Regions from separate parts of the Mus musculus genome. Here all the other regions are linked to region 2. A link is a contact called in public HiChIP or PLAC-seq data. All regions are on one chromosome and are shown on one strand. Each heading gives the region's core, a stretch centred on a gene start, on an enhancer-like site or on the middle of the called end of the contact. The rest is flanking DNA. Distances are from core to core; before and after follow the strand shown. Region 1 holds the start of Ngb (neuroglobin). Region 2 overlaps Sptlc2 (serine palmitoyltransferase, long chain base subunit 2). Region 3 holds the start of Gstz1 (glutathione transferase zeta 1 (maleylacetoacetate isomerase)).

What was found. HiChIP or PLAC-seq counts read pairs in DNA pulled down with a chosen protein or histone mark.
Region 1: a contact with region 2 is called in an H3K27ac HiChIP or PLAC-seq map of embryonic stem cells, with 6 read pairs. The contact joins the promoter of Ngb here to the enhancer-like site in region 2. A contact is called at or near these places in 3 of 39 promoter capture datasets (the HPC-7 cell line, liver and stem cell-derived epiblast-like cells), 1 of 484 Hi-C or Micro-C datasets (bone marrow-derived macrophages), 1 of 115 datasets of contacts at active chromatin or transcription factors (embryonic stem cells) and 2 of 9 other capture datasets (embryonic stem cells and pancreatic islet).
Region 3: a contact with region 2 is called in an H3K27ac HiChIP or PLAC-seq map of embryonic stem cells, with 9 read pairs. The contact joins the promoter of Gstz1 here to the enhancer-like site in region 2. A contact is called at or near these places in 11 of 39 promoter capture datasets (the 3T3-L1 cell line, 3T3-L1-derived adipocytes, the C10 cell line and 7 more), 11 of 484 Hi-C or Micro-C datasets (the 63-12 cell line, ECoMG-derived neutrophils, bone marrow-derived macrophages and 6 more), 8 of 115 datasets of contacts at active chromatin or transcription factors (the 230-238 cell line, bone marrow-derived macrophages, embryonic midbrain and 2 more) and 4 of 9 other capture datasets (adipose tissue, liver, macrophages and 1 more).

What each region holds. Positions count from the first base shown.
Region 1 is chr12:87,101,016-87,105,669 of GRCm38.p6, reverse strand. It overlaps Ngb (neuroglobin), which reads left to right and starts at 3,131. Exons shown (of 4, transcript NM_022414.2): 1 at 3,131-3,498. The coding sequence starts at 3,410.
Region 2 is chr12:87,314,801-87,319,479 of GRCm38.p6, reverse strand. All of the region lies in intron 9 of Sptlc2 (serine palmitoyltransferase, long chain base subunit 2), which reads left to right. Among named protein-coding and RNA genes, the nearest start is that of Ism2, 17 kb to the right of the region's middle. Within about 2 kb of position 1,374, at least 9 of the 459 cell types and tissues checked have an H3K27ac peak or open chromatin away from gene starts, as enhancers often do. A contact at or near this core is called in embryonic stem cells and stem cell-derived epiblast-like cells, where this site is marked.
Region 3 is chr12:87,145,747-87,150,341 of GRCm38.p6, reverse strand. It overlaps Gstz1 (glutathione transferase zeta 1 (maleylacetoacetate isomerase)), which reads right to left and starts at 2,635. Exons shown (of 9, transcript NM_010363.4): 1 at 2,498-2,635. The coding sequence starts at 2,512. It overlaps Pomt2 (protein-O-mannosyltransferase 2), which reads left to right and starts at 2,440. Exons shown (of 21, transcript NM_153415.4): 1 at 2,440-3,171. The coding sequence starts at 2,714. It overlaps Gm6566 (predicted gene 6566), which reads left to right. Exons shown (of 3, transcript NR_136901.1): 3 at 9-867.

The DNA.
Region 1 (4,654 bases), core at 1,882-4,381, 220 kb after region 2:
TGTTTGCTTGTTTGTTTGAGACAGGGTTTCTCTGGAGCCCTGCCTGTCCTGGAACTTGTTCTGTAGGCCAGACTGGCCTCAAACTCAGAGATCAGCCTGCTTCTGCCTCCCTAGGGCTGGTATTAAAGGCATGTGCTACCAGCTGACTAGTTAACATCATTGATACATGTGACATTTAGTCCTCCTGAAGGCCTAAGGAAGATACTTTTCTGGTTTCCATTGTGCCCATGACAGATTACATTACTTACCTAATGACCCACAATTAGATAATCAAGGGCAGGACTTGATGCAAAAGGGGGTCTTTGGAGCTCCTCCAGCCTGGAATAGCCTGCTAGGCCTGGACACTGAGGAGAGGCTGGGACACAGCTGGGAAGCATCATAGTTCAGCCCGATGTTTTATACGTTTCGCATTGTACATTCACAGCTTAGCTAGGACCCTGGCTTTCTGGGTTCCCCCAGGGGTACCCAAACCAGTGGAGGTAGATATTTAATAACAGATTTCCTGTGGGGGCAAAACTAAGCCCCAGTGTATTTGCCAGTTTCCGTGGTGCAAACTTCCTCTATGGCCCGTTTCACGTTACTTACTTGATGTCCCTGAGTGAGAAGTTTGGAAGAGATTCATAGCCAGCTCTCTAACGCTGCATGAGTTCTGACTCAGACCCAGTAATTCTGGCTCAGTCTGAACTATGGGCATGGCTGGTGGCTGTGGTCTGTTCATTTGAGGGAGGCAGTAGGGAGAGTAAGCCAGATGGTCAGAACTGGGGGCAAACTCTGGCCCCACCTTTTCTTTTTTTAAACTCTGTGACTGGCCAGCTAACCTTGCCTCCCATTTCCTCATCTCTAAGATGAAAATATAAACAGCATCTCCTTCACAGGGCAGTTGGGAAGATACAGCTAGTGGTCACAGTGTCTGGACACAAGCCCAATCTACTAGCTTTTTTTTTTTTCTCCCCGAGACAGGGTTTCTCTGCATAGTCCTGGCTGTCCTGGAACCCACTTTGTAGACCAGGCTAGCCTCGAACTCAGAAATCCGACTGCCTCTGCCTCCCAAGTGCTGGGATTAAAGGTGTGCACCACCACCACCCGGCTCTGCTAGCTCTTTAAAGACATTAATGATACATTGACAGCTCTGACTAGAGAACACTTAAACTATCCTAGATTTTAACCTATTGTGTAACCCACAGGGAGGAAAGAACCTCTTCAGCCCCTCAGAATAGAATTGAGACCATCAGTGGTTGGGGTACCTCACCTTGACTGCCTAGGCTACACCAGATCCTTAGCCTTTTCCCAAGGGGAGCAGAGATTAGAGCACACCAAATCCTTCTGTGACCTCTGGCTCAGAGCTGTGGGTTTGGGTTCTGGTTCTTCCACTTAGGTCATAAGTCCACTACTCCCATGAATTCTTCAAACCTCAGATGATGTTACGTGAAGAGGCCAGAAGGGTCCTGAGTGAGGGCTTCCAGGAAGGTATAAGCTGGGTGGAGCGGAAGGTGCAGACCAGCCAGGTGCACTAAGAAAACACTATCCTTTTGTCCTCTTGCTTGGGGTCTTCTGAAGTCATTAGGACACAGGCTCTTTGCCAGACTGTCCTAAAGCCTTACTTTCCTGCTGCAGAACAGGGACCAGAGATACGAAAGAGATGGGGAAGAGCCAAGTAAGTTGTGCTCAGATGTCATTCAGGAGAGGGTGAGTAGATGTTTCCATGGAACTTGGTTGGAGCAGGACAAAAGGCTAAGTCCTAGAAGCCATGGTCTGTGTACTCTACATCTAACATGGGGTTGTCCGAGGGATCACAGTCTGCTCATAACTGAAAACCAAGGGCACTGATTTATATCCATTCGATAAGGACTGTGGAGAGAGAGCTTGCCACTCAATCCCTTCCAGTACATCTGAGGAAGCAGAAGAGACTCAAAGATAGTGAAAGATAAAGGGAGTGTGTCCTCCAAAGCCTGGGCCCCTGGAAAGAACAGTCATGCTTGAAAGAGAACAACACAGCTACCTGGAAGGTGGCCAGCTGCACACTCCGAGTGGCAAACACAGGACCTACCTGAACTACGTTTAGAAAATAGTGTTTTGTGTTTCTTCCTCAGTTGCTCCAGCTAATTTTTTGGGACAGTCTCTCACTGTCCTTAGAGGTCAATGTCTTGCTAGCGGAGCCCTAGAAATCCTACAGTTTTCTAACTCTCAGTGCTCCTATTAGAGTCAGGTGGCCTCTTCTTTTTTTTTTTTTTTTTTTTTTTTTTTGAGACAGTTTCTCTACAGAACCCTGGCTGTCCTGAAACACACTGAGATCTGCCTGCCTCTGCCTCCTCAGTACTGGGATTAGACCACTACTCCAGCTCTGTGTATGTGTGTGTTCACAATTGCTGAAAGGATGCCCATTGGACCATCCCCAGCACCTCGTTTCTTAGTTTTGACTTTGGAGGGTGTTGGGGGTTTACTTGTTTGGGGTTCATATCACCATTTTCAGTAGGTCGTGCGATGGCAGAACATGACGTTAACTCCATGAATGTGTACGCAGCGCATTACTAGTTACTGTCTGGGGGCTGAGGTGATCCAACAGACCTGAGATTGGAGCCCACACTTGTCTGGAGATGTCTATGTTTTGGCCTCTGCCCCTTAAACTGAGAGAGAGCTTTGGTGAACCCAAAGTTGTGCAAGTACCCAGGGTTTGAGCAGAGGACAGACAGGCAGACCAGTTTGGTGACCTAGGTCCCTCTAGCTGAACTCTAGAGAAGACAGGAGACCATGAGCCCAGGAGATGGCAAACCCGAGAGTTTTTCAGTGGAGAGATGGGACTCACCTTGAACACTGGGCCTCCCAGTCGCTTCATCAGAAATAGGAAGTGATTATTTACTTAGTACTGGAGGGGAATGACACAATTTATGTAGCCCAGACTGGTATTAATCCTTTCAGTTTTCTGCCTCTCAAGGCTGAGATTACAGGCATGTGGCACAAGCCAGTCCAGAGAAGCAGTCATATCATTAGTTTTCAAGACTAAAACAAGCCCAGAGGCTCGGCAATTTCTGTTAGACTCTGAAGCCTGGACATTTCCCAGGCCTCGGGTAGTACCTTCCTAAGGCGGGTGCAGAGGGAGCGCGCAAGCCTCACTGGGCCAGAGTGGGTGGGAGCCACCGTAGCTTTAATGGGCGGTTCTCTGGGAGCTTCGGGGTGTAGGGCGCAGCTGCCCAAGCGGGGTCCCCGGAAGCGCCCGAGGCCAAGCTGGCCGTGCGCATCCTCTGGGCTGGACCAGTAAAGGCGCAGTTGCTGGGCCCCACCCAACTAAGGCACTGGGCCTGGAGGGGGGCTCCCCCGCGTCGCCGAGGAGATGGCGCTGCATGTGCGTTGACTGCACCCACGCCTCGAGGGTCCCATCACTGCGTCCCGCGAGTCTCCTGGGAGAGAGAGCATGGAGCGCCCGGAGTCAGAGCTGATCCGGCAGAGCTGGCGGGTAGTGAGCCGCAGCCCTCTGGAACATGGCACTGTCCTGTTCGCCAGGTGAGAGCTGCGGGGCACTGGGGCGCGAGTGAAGGGGTGCCTAACCGTAGTGGGCTCGAGATTGCTTGGCTTGTCACTGATGGAGGAGAAATTGCCCGCCTGCTGTGGTGCTTCTGAGAGAGGGGTGTGTGCGCAGCGACAGGTGGTGCTGTCCCATCTGCTCTTCCCGGATAGCAGTAGCTCTTATCTGAACTGGTTGAGGTCCGATGGGGTCCTTTACCAGCACCCACAGTGTGGGCAGGTAGATGCAATGCCCCCACTCTCCTCCCATTGTTATCTCAGTGTCCCGTGGCTAGTAAATGCAGGGCCACTCACAGGAGCTGGGCCGGTAGGAGGAAATGAGTGACTCAAAGGGCTAGTTAGTGTATGCAGGCACCTAGAACGGTAGAACGGACCCCGTTCCCGCTCGAATGGAAGGAGACCATGTAGTCCTGGCCCAGGAGAACTCAAGTTCAGCTACCAGTAAGATGAGAAAGCACAGGCTTAGGACCAGAGAAGCTCCAGGAGGGAGGCATCCAGTCTCACCGCCCCCCCCCCGGGGGGGGAGGGGAGGTAGAGAGAGAGAGAAGGAGGGAGGGAGGGAGGGAGGGAGGGAGGGAGAGAGAGAGAGAGAGAGAGAGACCACCCCACAGAAAGCCTGCTGGTTTTCAGCTTCACCTCAGGCTCTGTCACCAAAGGGCCACACTCCCTCATCGCAGCTCCCTAGGCCAGCTCAAAACTTTCAAACAGGACTTTACAAAGCCTCTTCCAGATGGAAAGGGAATAAATTCAGTGACACAAAAGAGTTACACAAAAATGCAAGCTCTCCCCAGCGAGGCTGAAGTTTTTTTGGTTGTGCCAACTGTATTTTTCTAAACTCATTCCCCCAGATTCTGATACCCACTGTGGCTTTACTGTGTAACTTAAGGCAGCTTGCTTAACAAACTCTCTGAGCTTCTGTTTCTTCCTTTGAACTCACTGCTTAACTGTATGGGGGGGGGGGGGGCAGTGCTCAATCACAGTTAACCACATGGGAAATACTTAGTGCTCAGTAGTTCAAGGAGTGTGTTCTTGATGCTATTGCCCGTTTAAGCCTTAGATACAAGGGCATTGAGAAGTTTTGATCCAAAAGGGAAGGTTCCTCCTAGATTTTGGTTTGAGATGCCTACCTGTCCCA
Region 2 (4,679 bases), core at 125-2,624:
CAGGAGGAGTTCAAGGTTAAGGCCAGCCTGAGGATCATGGGAAGTTCCAGACCAGTCTGGCTAAACGTAATAAAGGTGTGACAGGCATACTTTAGAGGACAGTCTGTATTACATAGTCTGGGCTGCAAGGTAAGACCTGTCTCAAAAAAAGCAGCAACAGATGATACCATTTCTGACTAGAGAGAAAGAGAGAAGGTTTCTTTCTAGAAAGAGAGGCTGGCCATGGCCACGTGGAGAGAGGGGGGAAGGGAGGGAGAGAGAAGGAAGGCTAGAGATGATAGTAAGAAAGGTGAGAGTTTAAGAGAGCAAGGAGGGTAAGGCATGCCCTTATGACCTACTTTCTCCAACTAGGTCCCACCGCCTCTAAAATTTCCAACATCTCTTAAAATAGCACCATCAGCTAGGGGCTAAGCATACAAAGCCATGATTGTGGGGACAGTTCATGTTCAAACCTTAATAAAGGGCTTGTTGATTGGTGATAGGGCTAGTAGGTCTGTGATAAGGCAAAAGATTATATGTAAATTTCTTTAAAAAAAGATTATACTAATACACAAATATGTTACTTTTGTTTTTTTAAGATGTATTTATTTAATGTATATGAGTACACTGTAGCTGTACTTATGGTTGTGAGCCATAGTGTGGTTGCTGGGAATTTGAATTCAGGACCTTTTGACCCTGCTCGCTCTGGTCGGCCTGCTTGCTTTGGCCTAAAGATTTATTTATTATTATATCTAAGTGCACTATAGCTGTCTTCAGACACCAGAAGAGGGCATCAGATCTCTTTATGGATGGTTTTGAGTCACCATGTGGTTGCTGGGATTTGAACTCAGGACCTTCGGAAGAACAGTCAGTGCTCTTAACCGCTGAGCCATCTTTCCAGCCCCATCACTTAGTTTTAATGAAGTATTATTTATGCACAATAGTAAAATTCACCAACTTTTTAAGTATATATCTCTACAAATTTGTACAAAAACATAATCTTACAATACCATGATCAGGGCACTGAATATTCTCATCATCTCCCAAAACACCCTTATGTCCCCTAGCTGATGAAGCCAGCTCAGTCAGTCAACAAGGTCTCAAGGGAGAGAGTGAGGATTAAAAAGAAAAAGATAATTAGACTACACAATACAATAACTCCAGCCAGTTTAGAAGCTGAAGCAAGGTTGTTTTTTTGTTTTTTTGTTTTTCCTCAGTCTGCTTTTATTTCTTTCTAGGTACATACAAAGAATATAATCAGTCCTAGGGCATAAACTAAGTAGTCAAGGAACAAACAAAACTTGAACAAAGGTCCCTTGATTACTGTATTCAGGGTCTTAACAAGACCCATCAAAATACAAAGAACACATTCCTCCGTTGTATAGGACTACTTCTTTGTCCTAGCCCAATGTCAAATTCCTGCCAAATTCCTAAAAGGCTGCCCCAAAAGCTCTCCACACCTGGCTGTCTGCCTCAGTCCCTCTTTTTGACCACCTTTGATCTCTTGTTTCTACAGTTGTCCTCTAGGATTCCATTCTAATTCATGCAGCATGAAATCTTACTTCTGTCTTCATCTAGCATACTTTGCAGAGCAAGATTGTGGTAGATTTTGTTTGTTCTTTTTAAAAACTATTTTCTATTCTTACCGTAGTTTTTGGGTTGTTCATTTGTTGGTTTTGCTTTTGTTTTCTCTTTGAGCGAGGGTCTCACTGTGGGGGCCCACACTAGCCTAGAAATTGCCATCCTCTGGTCTGAATGTCCAGCATGGCTACCATTTTGAACCTACACATTATAACTTCAATAGCATCATAGCATCCTTGTTTGCTAATACTCTTTGTCATTTTTGGTCTGTTTTTGTTTTTTGACTTCCCACTTAGTCATATGAGCATATTATTTAGCCTGTTTGTTGGCCTACAGTTTTCTTGGTTGTCATATACTTTACCAGTTTGATACTCTATTTTGTTGTATTCCCTTCAGTATCACTGAACTTTGCTCTGAGAATCAAATCCATTTGAGACTTACTTTTGAGGTTTGTTAAGGTATATCAAGACTTAGTCTTTGGCTTTTGGTTTTTCGAGACAGGTTTTCTGTATAATGGTTCTGGCGTCCTGGAACTTGCTCTGTAGTCGAGGCTGGCCTCACACTGAGAGATCTCTGCTTGCCTCTGCCTCCAAAGTGATGGGATTAAAGGGATAGGCCAACATACCCAATACCCAGCCCATTCTAGGGTTAATTTACTTCCACTACTAAAGCGACATTCTTCTGTGGGCTATTGTGTGCATTGTGCCATCTTTCTATTTTCGTGGGTGAATAACTATTGTGAGCTCTTTGTAAGTGCCAGAAATTGTTGGAGCTACTGCCTTCTGGAAGAATTTCCCAATCCTTGGAAGTTTCTTCTTATACATGTGCAGTTCTGGTATTGCCAAAGCTCACCTCCCTCCTCTTCTACTTACTGCCCAACAAAGTCCTAATCAGTTTGACCTCTCCAATTCTGATTTCAACTGACAAGATTGGGTCCACCTTCTTTGTGTAGCAACCTGGAACTTGCCTGTAAGCATTAAGTACCTGAAGGTTCACCCTGCTTCCATCTCTGAAGGAACATTTTCAACATTTCTTGTTGCCCTGTGTCTGACAGCTGTGGTGTTTTGTCCAGCTTTCTATTAAAGGAAGGTAAATCTTGTCCCAGTATTAAGGAAGGCAAGGGTGGAAGTAGAAGTCTCCTGTAAAAGTGAAGGAAGAAGCCGGTGATGTCGTTCACTTGGTTGAAGTTGCTCTGGCATGGTAGCACTTGTAATAACTTAGAGGTAGAATCAGGAGATTCAGAAACTCGAGGTCATTTTCAGATACTTAGAGTATGTGTGTAGTGAATATATGTATTTTGAATGAGAATGGCCCCAAAAGGCTCATATATTTGCATGCTTAGAGTCCCCATTTGATGACTGAGAAAGATTGAGACCTTGGAGAAGGTGTCACTGGAGGTGGACTTGGGGCTTCAAAAAACCCATGCCAGGCCCAGTGGTTCTCTTCCTGCTGCCTAAGGACCAAGATGTTAAAGCTCTCAGCTATTGTACCAACAGCATGCCTGCCTCACCATATTCCCCACCATGGTGATAAAAGACTAATAAACCTCTAACACTGTAAGCAAGCCCCCAATTAAATGCTTCCTTTTAGCCAGGCTTTTACTCTCAGCACTCAGAAGGCAGAGGCAGGTAGATCTCTGTGAGTTTGAGGCTAACCTGGTCTACAAAGGGAGCTCCTTCTTCATCTTCCACCACACACACAAAAATAAAGAGTTGCCTTGCTCAGGGTGCAGACTCTAGACAGCAATAAAATCCCCAACTGGGGCTGGTGAGATGGCTCAGCAGGTAAGAGCACCCGACTGCTCTTCCGAAGGTCCAGAGTTCAAATCCCAGCAACCACATGGTGGCTCACAACCATCCGTAACAAGACCTGACTCCCTCTTCTGGTGTGTCTGAAGATAGCTACAGTGTACTTATATATAATAATAAATAAATCTTAAAAAAAAATAAAATAAAATAAAATAAAATCCCCAACTAAAACATGAAATCCTGTCACAAATTTTTTTCAGCCAATTAATAAAGTTGTTAAGAGATAGAACAAGCATCTTATTCACAGTGTAAGAAATCAGGATGTGTAATTCTGAGAACCCAGTTCTCGGGATCCTTATATAACACAACACACCTGTTATTAGCTCTTGTTCTTTGTTAGGTCCGTGTGTAACTTACCTAGTGGTCCTTGGTGTTCAGGGTGAGTAGTCCAATCTAAATTTCAGGGGTTTTCTCTGATCAACCTGAAATTGTTTTATATAAAGGATATTCATTTGGGGCTATGTGTATCCAGCTTATCCAGTATAGTTTTCCACGAGTGGTCGATAAGTCAGTGTTCTAACTCTAAGGACACTGGAGTTAACCTGTGCATCTGACTGCTTGATGACCTTATGAACTGTATCATCCTTGAATTCTAACATGAGAAAATTACTCCAGCCTTCTCTCTTAGTTATCAATATTTTTTACTGTGAAGAAAAACATATTCTTAGTACTCTGTAAGTTAGTCTTTCAAAACTGTTGTCTTGTTTGGCCATCTGATCATAATGTAATGTTCAATACTTCACTAATTATTTATTCAATTAGAAATTAGAAACCATATTTTAATCCCACCAGAGGTAGAGGTCAGCATATCTTTTGAGTTTGAAGTCATTCAGAGCTACATAGAAAAACCAAAACCAAACAACCAAAACAAAGCCAACTTGTGTTTTAGAGGGTAGCTAGATAGTTTTGTACTAGATAGGCTCTTGCTATCTGGTGACGGTTTTATGGAGATAGCAGTACAAAGTGACTCAGAATTTGAGGTCTAACTGACAGTGTCAATGTTCAGATTTGTGAAAGTGTTTGCACCATGGCAGCTTGAAATGATGTTGGTGTTGGGAGACCCAGATTCTATTTTTGGCAGTGCTTCTTCGTACTTGGTAGCAATAAGCAAGGTGAGTCTCCTAGAGTATAGAATGACGGTGATAAGTGTCCTCCTCACTGTCGAGGGTGTGCACAATGAGGTGCTGTGACTGAGATGGCAGAACTTCACAAATGACACCATTTCTTTCTTTTTTTAAAGGGGTGTAGTTGGGATGGAGAGATAGCTCAGTGTTTAGGATCACTGGCTGCTTTTCTAAAGGTCATGAGATC
Region 3 (4,595 bases), core at 1,386-3,885, 170 kb after region 2:
TTCCACAGGATAAAGAACATCCAATTTGGGTACCAGAAAGGCTGACATGAAAATTGCTTATCTTAAAGGAAATTGGTCAGCCAAAGCAGAGCAGAAAGTTGCTCCTCCAGATTGCCAAACTCAACAGCACTCGACCCGACCCTGTCACCCTGGGAGACTTCACCTCCTGGATCACCAATGCCTTCTCCTTTTTAAAGGAGTGGGCAGGAATGTTGGCCTGGGGGACAGTGGTCCTCCTGGGGTGTGTCTTCTGCATCTGGCTATTGTGTCAACTAAAAAGAGAGTATGCTCAACATAAAGCAGTGGTCTACCAAGCTTTGTTGGCAATTGAAGATGGTGCATCTCCCAATATTTGGCTGGCCTCTTTAAAAAATTAAGAGTCCGCCCTAGGTCATTTGGCAGTTGTAGTCACACAGATCCATGGTATCCAGAGACGGGCAACTTTCCTCATGCACAGACCAACCTAAGAGAAGGGGCCTGGAGGCCATCATAGGATAACCCTATGATGGGTAAGGCTGTGATACTAGAGGATCGACCTAAGACAGGAGCCCTGGCCATGGACAGATTTGCCCAGGCCTAGACCAGCCTCATTTCATTAAAGAAAAAAGAGGGAGATGTAGGAAGCCAACTCTAAGATGGCGCAGGCTTTCTGTGTGCCTTTGTGGTAAACAACACCATTGCGCAGGTGCTAGCCTGACCCCTCCTGAGCAGGTACATGCAAATTAGATGCAGGCAGACTGACCAATCCTGGGGGGCCATGGAGCCTTCTCCTGTGCTAGGGTGTATATAAGCAGCCCTCCCTGGGTGCCCTGTCCCGGTAGCAGCATCGAGGTGTTCCTGCAATAAAGGCTGTTGAGAAGAATCTGACCATGTCGTGTCTTCCTTGCTGGCTGAGGTGGGCGCGACACCCCATGGCCCTTCAGCAGGAAACAGAATTTTTTTTTTTTTGGCTTTTTCGAGACAGGGTTTCTCTGTATAGCCCCGGCTGTCCTGGAACTCACTTTGTAGATCAGGCTGGCCTCGAACTCAGAAATCCGCTTGCCTCTACCTCCCGAGTGCTGGGATTAAAGGCATGCATCACCATCACCCAGCTGGAATCTTACCCTACATCTATTATTATTTTTTTTTCTTATATATCATTTTAGTTTCTTTTCCTGCTGCTATGATAAAATGCCCCAACAAAGGCAGTCTAAAGAAGAGTGGTTTATTTTGGCTTATAATTCAAGATGTAGTAAGTCACCTGGGGTGGGGGTGGGGTGGGGTTTGGGGGAAGAGCAGCCTGAAACAGCTGGTAAGTAACCTATGCATCCACAGCATGAAACAGAACAATGCTGTGTGTTGGTGCTTGGCTGACTTCCCCCTTATTATGGGCCCAGCCAGACCCAACCCAGGGAATGGTGTCACTCTCCCACATCAGTTAACCTGATAAAGACAATCCTAACCCTCTCTGCAGAGCATCTGGAGGCTTGTCTCCTATGTGCTTTTAGATAAACAGGGAGAGAAATCACAGCTAAGCACTAACAGCAAACCACCTGGCGATTTTTGCACTTGAACAGCTACTTTTTAATATCAAGTAGAATGTCCGTTTAATTAGCACCGGGAAGGATCATGTTTCCAACTCAAACATGCATTCTGGCGACTTTAAATTTGCAGTTTTTCTGTTGTGGGAGACTCGGCCCATGCTAGGAGCTACGTCAGAGTTGCGTACATCCCTAGCTGTTTTTATACCATTTCTTACATGATTAAAATCCTGAAAAATCACATCTGTATGTGGAAAATCTATATTAACCGGATGCAATGTCCTTTGCATCTAATGTGCCGCCTTCCTACATATCGGCCCTCCTAAGAGACTCAATTTTAAGTCTCTTATAAAACACACTCGCAGCTCCATTCCAGCAATGGCTTAAATACAAATGGCTCTAGGGTGGACTAAAGAAGTTCGACTTAAACCCTGGACGCTCCATATGCCACAGCCTGGAATCCCAGCACTTGGAAGGCGGGGGCGGGAGAGTCAAAGTTCAAAGTCAGGTTGGGCTGCACAGCAAGATCGTTTCTTAGAGCCAAACCGACAAAACTAGAAACCTGAGCAGATACTACAAGTGATTATTAACGTCGTTAAAGAGTCACATCTTTCCCCCTTGCCTTTGGTGCATGCCTGGACCACCAGGTCCCCTGAGAGACATACGAAGGGCGCCGCGAAACTGCAAAGTAGGGAACCATGTTTGAAAGCCCTAGAAGAGGTCTGTCTACCCGAAGCAGGGAAAAGCGCGATTGGACGCCCCTCAAAAGCTTCCAAGTTTAGCCTTCCCGGCCCAATCTACCACCACCATAAGGTTCAGCGGCCAGCGCGCAGGTGTAGAGTGAGCGGGCGCCGAGGTGCACGCCGGGAGTCGTTGTGGCGCCACGCGAAGAAGCGAGCTCTCAGCCCCGCCCCCCCCCACAGCTCTTCTCCGCGTTTCTCAGGAGAGACCCTCATCCCCGGACGTGGGGCACAGACCTTCCCGGCTTGCATCTCGCCCGGTCGGCCGGCCAAGAAAGTCAGCTCTCGGGACTAGAAGATGACTGAGGCCTAGCGGGGTCCAGAGAGCGAAGGTTGGACTAGATGGCCTCCCTCCTTCGGGCTGGCCCCGCCCCCGCCCCCTGAGCTGCTGGGAGTTGTAGTTCATGAGCCGACTCGAGTTTGTCAGTCCTTGGTTTCCCTCCGCCTCCCGCAATGCTCTACGCCTCAGGCCGCCTCTTAGCTGCCCGGGCGGCCACCACACTTTCCGCCCCGCCCAGAGCCCGGGGCCCGGCGCTCCGCGGCAAACGGAGGGAACTACAAATCCCATGGCACCTCGAGACGCCTTCTTATGACCCCTTGACGGGGCAGCGGACAAGACCCGGCGTGCCTCCGGCCCGGAGGGTGATCCTTCGGAAGGGGAGGATGCCGCCGGCCATAGGCGGTGGCCTAGCGGGCTCCGAGCTGCGTCCCCGTAGGGGCCGCTGTGTGCCGCAGGCTGCCAGAGCCGTGAGCCGAGACGTGGTCCCCCAGGCTGCAGCACGGAAACTTAAACGGCCTGCTTGGAGCTCGCGGCGCTTCCAGGCGGCAGGGTGGTGGGCCACGTTGGCTGTGGTGACGCTGCTGTCCTTTGCCACCCGCTTTCACCGGCTGGACCAGCCTGCTCACATCTGGTAAGTGGCGGAAAGGACTTGGCGGGCACCATGGCAACTGAGAGGGAGTGACGCCACCCTCTGATTGGCTTGAGGGCGCGAAGTGGGCGGGATTCATCGGAGGCACGACAGGTCCTTGGCGGTAGAGAAACTCAGTTGTATTTCGAGGGGAGTAGGGGGTGGCTGGGGAAAGCTTTCCGGTGTGTCAAACCTCGGAGAATAGGTTTGCCCTGGTGGGGGTCCCACACTCGGAGTTTGCAGGAGTTGTCCTCATGTCTTCTAGTCACCTGGCTTTAAAATGGTGATACTCAGAGGTTCTTTGAACTTGGCTGAGAAATTAGTAAATTCGTAGAACATAATTTTCCCAAAGCGTGATTTTCAAAGAAAAAGATTCCTATAGAGTAAGGATAGTTTGGGTATCGGGAGATGGCGGCACAGATTCTGAGCAACAGGTCTGGTGTTATCCTGTGAGAATTATTTTCTAGGCCTTACTTTGTATGATACAGATGGTGGCTTGAGGCTTGGTTCAATTCCATTTCCCAAGCTCACAGAGTTACTTGATCTTTAGCTGGAAGGGATGTTTTATCTTCTCTATATCACCAAACAGAAACTTAGCATAGAAGGTGTCACAAGTGGATCTTACTCAAGAGCAAGCAAACACACTGACAGGGCTGCTCCTATAGGAAACTAATAAATTACTGTGAAGCTAATTAATAAATTAGGTGCATTTTATGACTGTTGGGAGCTGTAACTACTGGGTTAAACACAAAGGCGTAATCACAGGAAGGGGAATGAATATCAGCACCTTTAGAGTTAGGTTCTTCCACCCCCTGTCAAATCCTACTATACATGACTGTATCCCAAAGAGATAGGTGTACCCACAGTGGGTTACATAATGGCCAAGGACTAACGAGTTTGGGAAATCTATTTTAACACTCACAAGCCTTAATTAGCTCTGTTCTCATAGGAGACATTGCCATATCTCTTATTGCAAGCACAGCCCTAAGAAATGGCCCAGGTCAAATGCAGTTAGGGCATCCTAGGTACATTCTTGGCACGTGTGGTTGTCCATCATCAGCTGCCACTTGTCTTAGGTGGCCCGTCTGAATCTTATCTGGCTTTGGGGTTAGACTTAGAGGAGAAAGAGAGAATTGTTTTTTGTTTTGTTTTGTTTTTTGAGACAGGGTTTCTCTGTATAGCCCTGGCTATCCTGGAACTCACTTTGCAGACCAGGCTGGCCTCAAACTCAGAAATCCGCCTGCCTCTGCCTCCCAAGTGCTGGGACTAAAGGCGTGCACCACCACTGCCTGGCTGTCCAGGACATTGATGAAGGGCTTTCTCTCCCAATTGGCTTTATTACCCCTCCATCATGCATTGCCTTGGTTTCTGGCAGATGTTTCATGTTAATCCACAACTCTATTAGCTACTCAGATCAGCATGGCTGA